Linked DNA regions of Pan troglodytes: regions 2, 3 and 4 are each linked to region 1. The links are chromatin contacts, called in public HiChIP or PLAC-seq maps. All regions are on one chromosome and are shown on one strand. Each heading gives the region's core, a stretch centred on a gene start, on an enhancer-like site or on the middle of the called end of the contact. The rest is flanking DNA. Distances are from core to core; before and after follow the strand shown. Region 1 holds the start of FAM136A (family with sequence similarity 136 member A). Region 2 holds the start of ADD2 (adducin 2). Region 3 holds the start of MXD1 (MAX dimerization protein 1). Region 4 holds the start of FIGLA (folliculogenesis specific bHLH transcription factor).

What was found. HiChIP or PLAC-seq counts read pairs in DNA pulled down with a chosen protein or histone mark.
Region 2: an H3K4me3 HiChIP or PLAC-seq map of stem cell-derived excitatory neurons shows a contact between it and region 1, with 5 times the contacts expected there. The contact joins the promoter of ADD2 here to the promoter of FAM136A in region 1. A contact is called at or near these places in 1 of 7 Hi-C or Micro-C datasets (stem cell-derived neural progenitor cells) and 1 of 1 datasets of contacts at active chromatin or transcription factors (stem cell-derived excitatory neurons).
Region 3: a contact with region 1 is called in an H3K4me3 HiChIP or PLAC-seq map of stem cell-derived excitatory neurons, with 7 times the contacts expected there. The contact joins the promoter of MXD1 here to the promoter of FAM136A in region 1. A contact is called at or near these places in 1 of 7 Hi-C or Micro-C datasets (stem cell-derived neural progenitor cells) and 1 of 1 datasets of contacts at active chromatin or transcription factors (stem cell-derived excitatory neurons).
Region 4: a contact with region 1 is called in an H3K4me3 HiChIP or PLAC-seq map of stem cell-derived excitatory neurons, with 6 times the contacts expected there. The contact joins the promoter of FIGLA here to the promoter of FAM136A in region 1. A contact is called at or near these places in 1 of 7 Hi-C or Micro-C datasets (induced pluripotent stem cells) and 1 of 1 datasets of contacts at active chromatin or transcription factors (stem cell-derived excitatory neurons).

What each region holds. Positions count from the first base shown.
Region 1 is chr12:52,430,731-52,433,430 of NHGRI_mPanTro3-v2.0_pri, forward strand. It overlaps FAM136A (family with sequence similarity 136 member A), which reads left to right and starts at 1,392. Exons shown (of 3, transcript XM_515532.9): 1 at 1,392-1,578; 2 at 2,523-2,663. The coding sequence starts at 1,492.
Region 2 is chr12:51,955,528-51,958,227 of NHGRI_mPanTro3-v2.0_pri, forward strand. It overlaps ADD2 (adducin 2), which reads left to right and starts at 1,288. Exons shown (of 16, transcript XM_001143954.8): 1 at 1,288-1,714.
Region 3 is chr12:52,825,474-52,828,173 of NHGRI_mPanTro3-v2.0_pri, forward strand. MXD1 (MAX dimerization protein 1) reads right to left here and starts at 1,279. Exons shown (of 6, transcript XM_525776.8): 1 at 763-1,279; 2 at 1-45. The coding sequence starts at 835.
Region 4 is chr12:51,933,042-51,935,741 of NHGRI_mPanTro3-v2.0_pri, forward strand. It overlaps FIGLA (folliculogenesis specific bHLH transcription factor), which reads left to right and starts at 1,431. Exons shown (of 5, transcript XM_001138053.3): 1 at 1,431-1,709. The coding sequence starts at 1,479.

The sequences.
Region 1 (2,700 bases), core at 142-2,641:
CATTTCTAGATATTTACCCAAAAGAAAAGAAAATCTGTGTCTACAAAAGACTTGGTCCAGGACTGGGTGGTGGTGCATACCCGTAATCCCTTTGATAGGCAGAGGCAGGAGGATAGCTTGAGGCCTGGAGTTTGAGACCAGCCTGGACAACATAGCAAGATCCCATCTCCAAAAGAAAACAAAATGGTCAAGGATGTTCATAGTCACCACTTTATTCATAATAGCTACTAACTGGAAAAGACCCAAACACCCATCAGCAGGGGAATGGATCAACAAATGTGGGCCGGGCCCGATGCCTCATGTCTGCAATCTCAGCACTTTGGGAGGCCGAGGTGTGTGGATCCCTTGAGGTCAGGAGTTGGAGACCAGCTTGGCTAACATGGTGAAACCCCGTGTCTACAAAAAAAAAAAATTAGCCAGACGTGGTGGCACATGCCTGTAATCCCAGCTACTCGGGAGGCTGAGGCATGAGAATCACTTGAACCAGGGAGGTGGAGGCTGCATGAGCCAAGACCACATCACTGCACTCCAGCCTGGGTGACAGAGTGAGACCCTGTCTCAAAAAACAACAATGACAGATGTGGTATGTCCATTCAATAGAATACTACTCAGCAGCAAAAAAGAACCAACAACACAGCTCAATCTCGAAAGCATTAGGCTAAGTATTTTTCAGCAATATGCTAAAAAAGCCAGACAGAAAAGGAGTACTTATTGGATAATAACATACATATGACATTCTAGAAAGAGAAAATGTAATCTACAGTGACAGAAGCAGACCAGTTAGGGCAGGGGTGGGGAGATGGGGTAGAAAGGACAGAGACTGGGACAAGACAGAGTTTGGGTTTTTATTGTTGTTTAGAGACAGAGTCTCACTCTGTCGTCCAGGCTGGAGTGCAATGGCGTGATTTCGGCTCACTGCAACCTCTCCCTCCCGGGTTCAAGCAATTCTCCTGCCTCAGCCTCCCAAATAGCTGGGACTACAGGCATGTGCCACCACACCCGGCTAATTTTTGTATTTTTAGTAGGGACGGGGTTTCGCCAGGTTGGCCAGGCTGGTCTCAAATTCCTGAGCTCAGGTGATCCACCTGCCCACGGCCTCCCAAAGTGCTGGGATTACAGGCGTAAGCCACTGCGCCCGGCGGACAGGGTTTGTTAAAACTCATCAAGCAGCACGCCTAAGATCTGGGCATTTATCTGTATGTAAATTACATTAAATAATTTTAAAGAATGTAAAGGGAGGGACAAGGGAGGGGAGGAGGAAAGGCAGGCAGCAGCCTCAGGGCAGGTGTCCCAGTGACCGGTTCCCAAGCGGGAGGAGGGCGGTGGGCTCGCGGACACCAGCATGCAGTGGCTCCGTTCGGCCGCCAGGGGGGGCGTGGGCCCTGGAAGGGCGGGCGGCGAAGGGCGGTGAAGGGCGGTGAGGGGGCGGGCCCGTACGCCGATTCCACATGGGCGCCGGCGCGGAGCGCCGCGGGGCAGCGCGGGGTCGCCATGGCTGAGCTGCAGCAGCTCCGGGTGCAGGAGGCGGTGGAGTCCATGGTGAAGAGTCTGGAAAGAGAGAACATCCGGAAGATGCAGGTAGCGGGGCTGGGGCCGAACCAGGACCCCCTTCTCAGCGGGTGGGTTCCGGGCCCTTCCCTCAGCCACCACGCGACGCCTTGCACTGCAGCCGCGTCCCCGCAGACCGGGTGTGGGCGGCCCTGGGGTCGCCGGGGCGGCCTCGGACAGGACTTCGGAAGCTTTGGCGGATCGGATGAAATCCGTGTGCCCTTGCCATGCGCGAGGCTGTTTTCCGCCCCTTCCAGCCCGGGGCAGGAGCGACCTCGGCGGCAGGTGGGAAGCCCCTGGTGGCAGGCGCTCGCCCCACCACCTTCCCCTCTTACGCGGCCCCTTCCTCAGGTGAGCGGCCCGAGGCCCAGCAGAGGCGCTGCCAACGTGAAAGACCAGAAAGGCGAGGGCTTCCGGCCTCCCCGTTGGCCAGGTCATGCCTGCTTCTCTTGTGCCCAACCTCGCTTCACACAGCGCGGGTTTCTACACTGTTCTTCTCTGAGCCCCGCAATGCCTCTGTGTGTTTCGGTCCTGCTTCTCTCACGGAGTCTGTGTTTCCCAGATAGTGCCCCTTGAGTCATTGATTAGTGGGTCGGCTGCCCTCTGGTGGAATTTGTATTGCTAGGTTGCTGACCTCTGAACCCCGTGGAAGAGGCTCCTGGTTTTCAGAATTTGGCTTCGTCAGACTACCCTACTCTCACCCACTCGGGGGAACCTCTGTTCACCCAACCATCGGTGCAACAGGTGCCGATGAGCTAGCAGCAAGGACACCATGAAACACTACACTAGACATTGAGGATAATTTTCCCCAGTGGTGGTTTTAAGGTCCTGGTGTCTATTCTCAGGGAAGGTGAAAGCAGAAGGTGGAGAGAGAGGTGCAAATATCCACGTGGCCTTCTAACTCCTGTAGTGCTCCATAGTCATCTCTGTCCCCAGAGACTTTCCTACCTAACCTCTCTGCCCTTTCTCCCCAGGGTCTCATGTTCCGGTGCAGCGCCAGCTGTTGTGAGGACAGCCAGGCCTCCATGAAGCAGGTGCACCAGTGCATCGAGCGCTGCCATGTGCCTCTGGCTCAAGCCCAGGCTTTGGTCACCAGTGAGTTGGAGAAGTTCCAGGTGAGAAATATCCTAGACAGAGCACTGTAGTCCTTGA
Region 2 (2,700 bases), core at 38-2,537, 480 kb before region 1:
AAGCTCTGAGTGTGGAAGGAGGGTGCAGGGACCAGGTATGCATGTGTGTTTCTTGTAAGGGAAGGGGGGCTGAAGCAGAAAGACAAGTTTATCCTGGCATCTGAAACAGAATTTCTAGGGTTGTCATTAGCATTTTCTTTTCTAAATCAGTAGTATCTCTCAGAGTGGTGTTTCTAAAGTGTTAGTGTGCAAAGGAATCACTAGGGCTGCTTGTTAAAATTACCAATCCTGAGCCTACCTCCAGAGATTCTGGTTCCACAGCAGCACTGTGGTGGGGGCCAGTGACTTTTGTGGGGGTGTCTGATGGCTGTGGTGCCCCAGAACCTGGAAGGGCAGAGGGGCCATGATCAGGTTTCAGATCAGTGGCCAGAGGCTTTTCTGGAAGCAGTACATTTTCACAAGCACATTTTCAAAAGCCCTTGGAGAGGATGTTGATTGAGGGGAGTTTTGGGGACTGGTGGAGATTATGGGGGTGAAAAGTCCAGAGCTATCTCTTAACACCCCTACTCTCTGAGGGCCAGGCCTTGAAAGTATTGGAAATGGGAGGTGCCTTAGGTACACTGTCATTTTACAGAGGAAGACAACGAGGCCCAGAGAGGTTAAGTGCGTTGATTAAGGTCTCACAGCTAGTTAAGAGCAGCTCTGAGACGGCAACCGAAGTATTCTGGTTCCCTATCCAGTTCCCCACTCACTACACACCTGTTCCTTCTGGGGCGGGAGACCTGAGGAAGGAAAGGAGTGAGAGGAGAATGTAGTGAGAGTTGGAGAGCGTTGGGTCCACAGCTCCCAAGGGCAGGGCCACAACAAAAATTTTGTCCTGGTTGAAAAGGAGTGAGAATCAGGACAGGGAGAATTTTGGTTTGGAATTCAGTCAAACAATTGCTATTAAAATCACTAATAGAATTATCTTCCGAAGGCTAGCTGTCCTTCCCAGACGAAAAGAAATATTCCAAGTGTAAGACTTTTGCTTTCTTCCTTCCAGGGAGAATACATTCCCCCAAGGGAGCTCTGTTTCAGATTTTCTCCCTAGTAACAGACTCCCCTGCTTAGCTCTGGCCATCCCGGGTAGTGAGTGGTGCGGGGCGGGGGTGGAAGGGGGCTGGAAGCCTGGCTAGGGGGGTCTGCGGCGGCGCGGGCGGGGGCGCTGCGGGGAGGAGGGGGGCGCTGCGGGGAGGAGGGGGGCGCTGCGGGGAGGAGGGGGGCGCTGCGGGGCGGTGGGGGTGCGCTGCGGGGCGGTAGTGGGGGTGCTGCGGGGCGAGGCCGCTGCGGGGCGGTGGGGGGCGCTGCGGGCGGGGGCACTGCAGCACCGCGGCCCTCGGGCGGCCGGCGCGGCCTGCTGGAGGGGGCGCTGTGGGCACCGCGCAGCGGCCTTTTGTCAGCGCGCAGGGCCAGGAGAGCTCTCATTTCCTCCCAGCCTCGTGCGGGAAATGGCTTTAATTCTGACGGCAGGGCTGTGAGGGACTAGCGGGAACCCGAGCCTTTTGTCAAGGAACTGCGGCGTCGGTGGCCAGTCATACCCGCCGCCGCGGAGCCGCTGCACTGCTGGGGGATCTCCCAGCAGCTCTGACGAGCGCGGGCTGCAGCATGGGCAGAAAACGCTGCTCTGCAGATTAGCTGGGTGGATTTTTTAAGCGCACCCCACCCCCCAAACCCATAAAATAACAAAACCAACCCGCAGTGGCCGACCGGAGATAGCTAAGATGCCGCGCAGGAGGTAAGGGTCTGGGGAGCGGGCCTGGTGGGCTGCCTGGGGTCGCTGGTCTCCTGGCGCGGAGACCCTGGCATCCCTCGGCCGGGCGGGAGCCGCTTGGCCCAGGTGGGGCGCGTCTGTTGCCAAGCGCGTCGGTGCTGCAGCCCTGGCCGGCAGCCGTGTGTTTTGCGCCTAAAGGTTTCTGGTGATGATGTAGCATCCGAGGCTCTTAGGAAATCGGGGCTGCAAGCACTGGCCCCTGCTCGGGGATGGTGGGACCCTCGCCCGGAGCGTAACGCCTGACAGGTGGGGCTTTCTTTTGGGTCCGAATGGAGGGGCGGCAAGCCTCGCCTCGCCTCGCCTAGCCGGGCGGGGCCGCTCCTCCCCTCCCCTCCCTCCCCTCCCTTTCCTTCCCGCTCGGCCGCCGCCCTCCGGGGTAGCCGTGCGAGGCGGGCTTGGCGGGGCTGGGCGCGTCCCCCGGGGCCTCGCGATCGCTGGCTGCGCGGCGCTCAGCCGCAGTGGCCGGCCGAGCAGGTGCGGCGTCGGCAGCCGCCTACATTGAGATCGGGGCAACCGGCACGTGAGCGGCCCTCGTGGGTTTTGATTTTATGCGGCTCCACCACTTTGGAGGGAAAAATCCCACTGTACCCGAGGGGGTCTTGCCAGTCTGTTTCTTCCATCTTCCCTCTCCTCTCCCTGCCTCCCCTCCCTTTCTGCAGCCGGGGCGGAGGCCATCCCCGGTCCCGGAGGCGGGAGTCGGTGTCTGCTTATTTTTAAATCACACCACAGCCTACCTGGTGTTGGGGGGAAGGGAGGGAGGGGCAGACTGCTTTAGGATGCAGATCAGGCTCTCGGGTCTGGCCTATTGTCTTGCCTTTTCTCTTCCTTCCTTTTCTCACCCCTAATCTCCATCTCTTGCCCAAAACTAAAAATAGAAAATAGGAAATAGAAAATAAAAAAGCAAGCTCCAGCCCACACCCTATCAAATTCTTTAAAAAACTGTCATTTAT
Region 3 (2,700 bases), core at 29-2,528, 390 kb after region 1:
CCTTGTTATTGTATGGTAACATGGAGGCATAACCATGTTCAGCTTCTAGAAAACAGGAGGATCCAGTTAATGAATGGGCCCAGAATATTTAATACTCTCTCCTCTCTATAGTATTTCCTTTTTCCTTTATTTATCTTTAAAAGAATATTGTGGAAATAATTAAATGGAGTAAGGTGGAATTCTGAGAACAATGATTTTTAAAAAAATTGTGTGAATATCGTCAGTTCGGAGCAGGTGTAAGGAGGATTCCAGCTGCTCATTGTTGAGAAAGACACAGTAGTGGCTAGGCTCACGCAGCCTGGGTTTCCCATTGGCTACATCCAGCAGGTTGGTGCGGGTTAAGTGGAACCAGCTCAGGCGAAGGTGCGGGGCAAGTACCGTGAGCCGGGGACCGGGAGGCGCTGCTCCTCTGCCCAGGAGACTGGGGCGCCGGGCCCACCCGGGGGCCGGCCGGGACCAGCCCGGGTGAGGTAAACCAGGGAGGCTATCGGAGGGGGCCCCGGCCACCCACTCGTGAAGGGCTGGGGAAGGGGCGGCGTTCGGGACCCCGGCGGGCGGCAGCCCCTTCTCCACCCCATTCATTGCTTTGGGGCAGCGGCGGCTTCCCTTCGGACCGCGCGTGGGGAGAGCCGGAGGGGTTGGGAGCGCTCGCGGTCTCCCCGCCTCCAACCACCCCCGGAGCGGCTGGGCGCCCGGACCTGAGGCCGGCCCCACAGGACCCCCGGCCTCGTTTCGAGTGGACCCCTCCCCGTCCCCGTGCACCTCTCTCCCGCCGCTCCAGATAGTCGGCCGCCTCCAGCAGCATCTGGATGTTCATCCGAACCGCCGCCGCCATTCTGCACCGGGGGCCGGAGCCACGGGACCAACCCCCACTGCCCACGGGCTCGCTGCCGCCGCCGGACCGCTGTGGAGCCCGCTGTGGAGCCCGCTGTGGACCCCGCGTAGCAGGGCTGAGGGAGCCTCTCTGGCAACCACGCTCGACAAGAGAGGGAGGGGGCCAGTGAGCTGGGCACCGCCGACACAGTGACAGAACCCGGAGCAGAGCAGCAGCCGCCACCGCCGCGGAGTGTTTATCCCCGACTCACCATCTCCCCGCCCCCAGCCCCTTCTCTTGACAGGCCAGCTTCGGCCGCGTTCCTCATTGGGCCCCCCAAAGAATGCCCCGCCCCTACACTTGTGCGATTGGGAGAGGGCTTCAGGGCTCCACCCCGCAAAGTCCGCTCCTCTCGCTGGTTGGTCACACTTGACAAGGCCCGGGCTCCACCCCCTCTTTCCAACTGGTGACAGGATTCGCAACTCCGCCTCGTGCTCCTTCCTTGTTTCCCATTGGTTCTATACCAACAACCCGGGCCCCCTTTTGCTTTGTTAGTATTGGCCAAGAGCTGCAGAAGGCAAGCACCTCGCCGGTCTCCCATTGGTGAAGCCTTCGGAAACCTCCCAGCTACGATGATGTCACCTTTCTCCAGGCCAGGCGAGCCCTAAGTGGCTGATGGTCAGCAGCCTGGCTGCTCCTCACCGGGTCTGGCATTGGCTGGGAGGGCCGGTCCGGCGCTGGGCGGCGCTGATTCACCAGCCGCTGCGGAGCTGTGCTCCACCCGGCCTTGCCTCGGACCTGTTGCCAAGACCTGTCCCCGGGGAAAACTTCCGGGGACCTGCCAGGCGTCCATCGAATGGAAGGCTGGCACCTCGTGTCGCCTGGGCGCTCTGCCCCGCTTGGGTTCGGGGCCGGAGCCCTCGGTCTGGTGGCCGCGGCCCTGGAGGTTCTGGGCTTCGCGGAACTCGGGCTGGCGAGGGCCCAGCCTCGAATCCTCCCGAAGAGCGGTGCAGGCTAGTGGCCGGTGAGCCGGGAGCTAGGGCAGGCGCCACGTGGCTGCTGCGGGGCTTGAGAAGAAAAGCCGGCCGTTGCTAAATGCTCGACGCCCGGCGTTTTTTCTGCCCTCAAGAAAGAGCTGGAATCGGGCTGCAGTATACAGCATTGAGCTCATGCGCCTTTTCCGCACCCCCCTCCACCCCCGGGAAGTGATGGAATAATTAATTACTTTCACGCGAGCGGCTTTTTAAAGCTCAGAGATTTCCTGAACCTACAGAATGGCATTAAACCCTAAGATTCTTTGCTTAAATCTCTTTTGGGGTTTTCCCCTCCCTTTTAATTCTAGATGAAAACACTCACAAGATTATTGTTTTTGTTTGTTTTGAAAGGGAGTTTTGCTCTTGTCGCCCAGGCTGGAGTGCAATGGCGCGATCTCGGCTCACTGCAACCTCCTTCTCCCGGGTTCAAGCGATTCTCCTGCCTCAACCTTCTGAGTAGCTGGGATTACAGGTGCCCACCACCACGCCTGGCTAATTTTTGTATTTTTAGTAGAGACGGGGTTTCACCATGTTGGCCAGGCTGGTCTTGAACTCTTGACCTCAGGTGATCCACCCACCTCAGCCTCCCAAAGTGCTGGGATTACAGGCGTGAGCCACCGCACCCGGCCAAGAATACTCTTTAAGACGTCTGCAAATGGTGTGTTTCCGCATGGGGTGGTACCAATAGAAATGCTTAATAGAATGTTACGTATACAGAACTAAAAAGGTTAAAGATCGGTCCCTAAACCTATTAAAATTTTTGAAATGAAAGCTATCTGGCAAACCAAGCTACACTGCCAATGTACTGACAGACATCTCCAATTTTAAAAGTAGAAATAAAGTTCTTGGTAG
Region 4 (2,700 bases), core at 181-2,680, 500 kb before region 1:
AAAATAAAACTTGTACTCCTGGATTGGATTCCAACCAGAAGAGAAAAAGACATTGTTGAGACAGCTGGTGGTACTTGGATGGGGTCCATGGATTGTATGGTAGCACAGTACCAATGCTTACTTCCTAGTTTGAGTGGTTGTGTTGCGGTTATGTGGAAGAGAGGCCTTGTTTAGGGGGAATACCCACTGGAGTATTTAGAGGTGATATGACAGCATGTCTGCAACTTAAAAACTTTTTAAAAAGAATAGATCAATGGATGCAGCTAGACGTCATTATTGTAAGGGAACTAACACAGAAACAGAAAACCAAACATTGCCTGTTCTCACTTTATAAGTGGGAGCTAAACATTGAATACACAGGGACACAAAGATGGAAACAATAGACAGTGGGGTGTGCTTGAGGGGGAAGTAAGAGGGGGCGTGGGTTGGAAGGATACCTATTGGGTACTAGGCTCACTACTTAGGCCACGGGATCATTCGTACACCAAACCTCAGCAACACACAATTTACCCACATAACAAACCTGCACATATACCCCTGAACCTGAAACAAAAGTGTAGAAAAAATATTTTCTCAGACCAAAGAAAAAAAATGTATTTCTATGCTTGGAAGGAATGATTTTACAGAGGGCTTCCAGAAACATGTCTGATTTTCAGGTGCAAGATCAGAATGTTCCAGTTATATTGATAACCTCCAGAGAAACAAACTCTCGTGAGTAATCTAGTCAAAACAGAAGATGTAGTTAATTATTTCTAAAGTACTAAATTGTACTCTACTATTAAACAAGTTTGGGATCGCTGTTTTCCAGCACATTTTCTGAAGTAACAACTGTGTTTGGCTGTGTTGACAATAAGGGTCTGTGTGGAAAAGGGGGAAAATGAATAAAGCGATGTATCCCCCCCACCCGCGAAAAAAGAAAAGAGTTCAAATAGAATGGAAAAAGAATAATGAAAATGAGAATATTCACAGCGAGAAAGAGGGCAACGGAGCAAACGTGAAAACTTAGCATGTAGAGAGCGTGTCGAAGGGGGTACAGGAGCACTTAGAAACTCTTCTTGCCATTTTCCCCTCAACTTTTATTTCAAAACGAATTCTTAAAAAAGTTTTCTGGATATCCATCACATTTTTCTGTATACACATATCCAGAAGCTCAGGCCCCAACCCAGACTGATTAAATGGGAATTTGGGGGACTGGAACCGTGGCATGTGGATTGAGAAAAACACCACTACCACGCTCCCGGCGGTTCCAGGTGTGCAGCCGGGCTGCGCTCCAGCGCTCCCGAGTCACACCTGTGCGGCTTATTCAACGCGATGCCTGGACGCAGCCTCCAGAGAGGAGGCCGGGATTGGAATACGCAGCCGCAGCCGGGGAATGGTTGCAGGTGGTCCAGCTCCCGCCCCCGCCCCGCCCCCGCCCGGGCCTCGTGCGGTCCCGTGTGCGCAGGTGAAAGCCCGGCCTCAGCGGCCTCGGCCCCGCCATGGACCCCGCGCCCGGCGTCCTAGATCCCCGCGCCGCGCCGCCCGCGCTCCTGGGCGCCCCGCAAGCCGAGGTGCTGGAGGACGTGTTGCGGGAGCAGTTCGGGCCGCTGCCCCAGCTGGCCGCTGTCTGCCGGCTCAAGCGGCTGCCCTCGGGCGGCTACTCGTCCACTGAAAACCTCCAGTTGGTGCTGGAGCGGCGGCGTGTGGCCAACGCCAAGGAGCGTGAGCGGGTGAGGGGTCCCTAGGGTCGACGCCCGTTCCCCCCTTCCCTGCTCTACCACCAAACACCTGGTCAACACCCGGGGGTCCGCTCACCGCCCACCCCCGCTCGAGGCGACTTCGAGCTCCCGAGGCCTCCCACGCCCCCAGCTTGTCAGGAGAATGGCAGTGGCCTCCTTCTTCTGCACCTCCGTGCAGCTGCTCGTTGGCGGCCGCTGCGGTGGCCGCCTCGCCCGCTAACCCTCCAGGATTTGTGCAGGACCCGGGTCTGGCAGGGGACAGAGGAGGGGCCCTGACAACTTCAAAAATGTCTCCCTGGGCAGGTGCTTTAAAAGCTTCGCGCCCAGGGGGTGAGCTTTCATCTCACACCGTAGGCGCTGGTGGGTGTTTGGGACGCGCAGGGATCCCCTTCGCTCCTTTTTCTTGCTCTCTGCATCTCGGCCTCGAAGCACACACGAGGGTGAGGAGAAAGGGGGGCCTGACGGAAGTGATTTTCTTTTTTAAAGTAACGAAACACGACGTCCCAGTGTGCACCCAAGGCTCCCACTCAACTCTGTCAAGATAAAGTGAGTGTTTCCCAGTCGAGCCGCAGCAACTCGCAAACGGGAAGGGTCCTGTGGGCCGTGGTTGGAGCGGCACCTGCTGGTAGATTTTACTATCTCTAACGAAACTCAGCCCCAAACTTGGGAGACATGGTCTCCTTCCTAGCGTTTGCAGTCTACGGGTTTCGTTGCAGCAGAGGCGAATCCAGGAAAGAGAAGGGTGAGGGATAGAAGAGGGAGCAGAGCGCACGTTCAGGACTGGGACTGGGGAGAGAAGTTCCGCCCGGGGCTGTTCCTAGGCCTTTTAGAAATGTCCCAGTGAATCAAGTAGGAGCTTTGCAGGGAGAGGGCAAGCGCAGAAAGGACGACAGGAGAGTAGGAGACTTCTTTAAGTCTCCTCTTTTACCGGTACTAGACTCTTGATGGACAGAACCCTGTGATCTGATTCGGTGGCCCTACA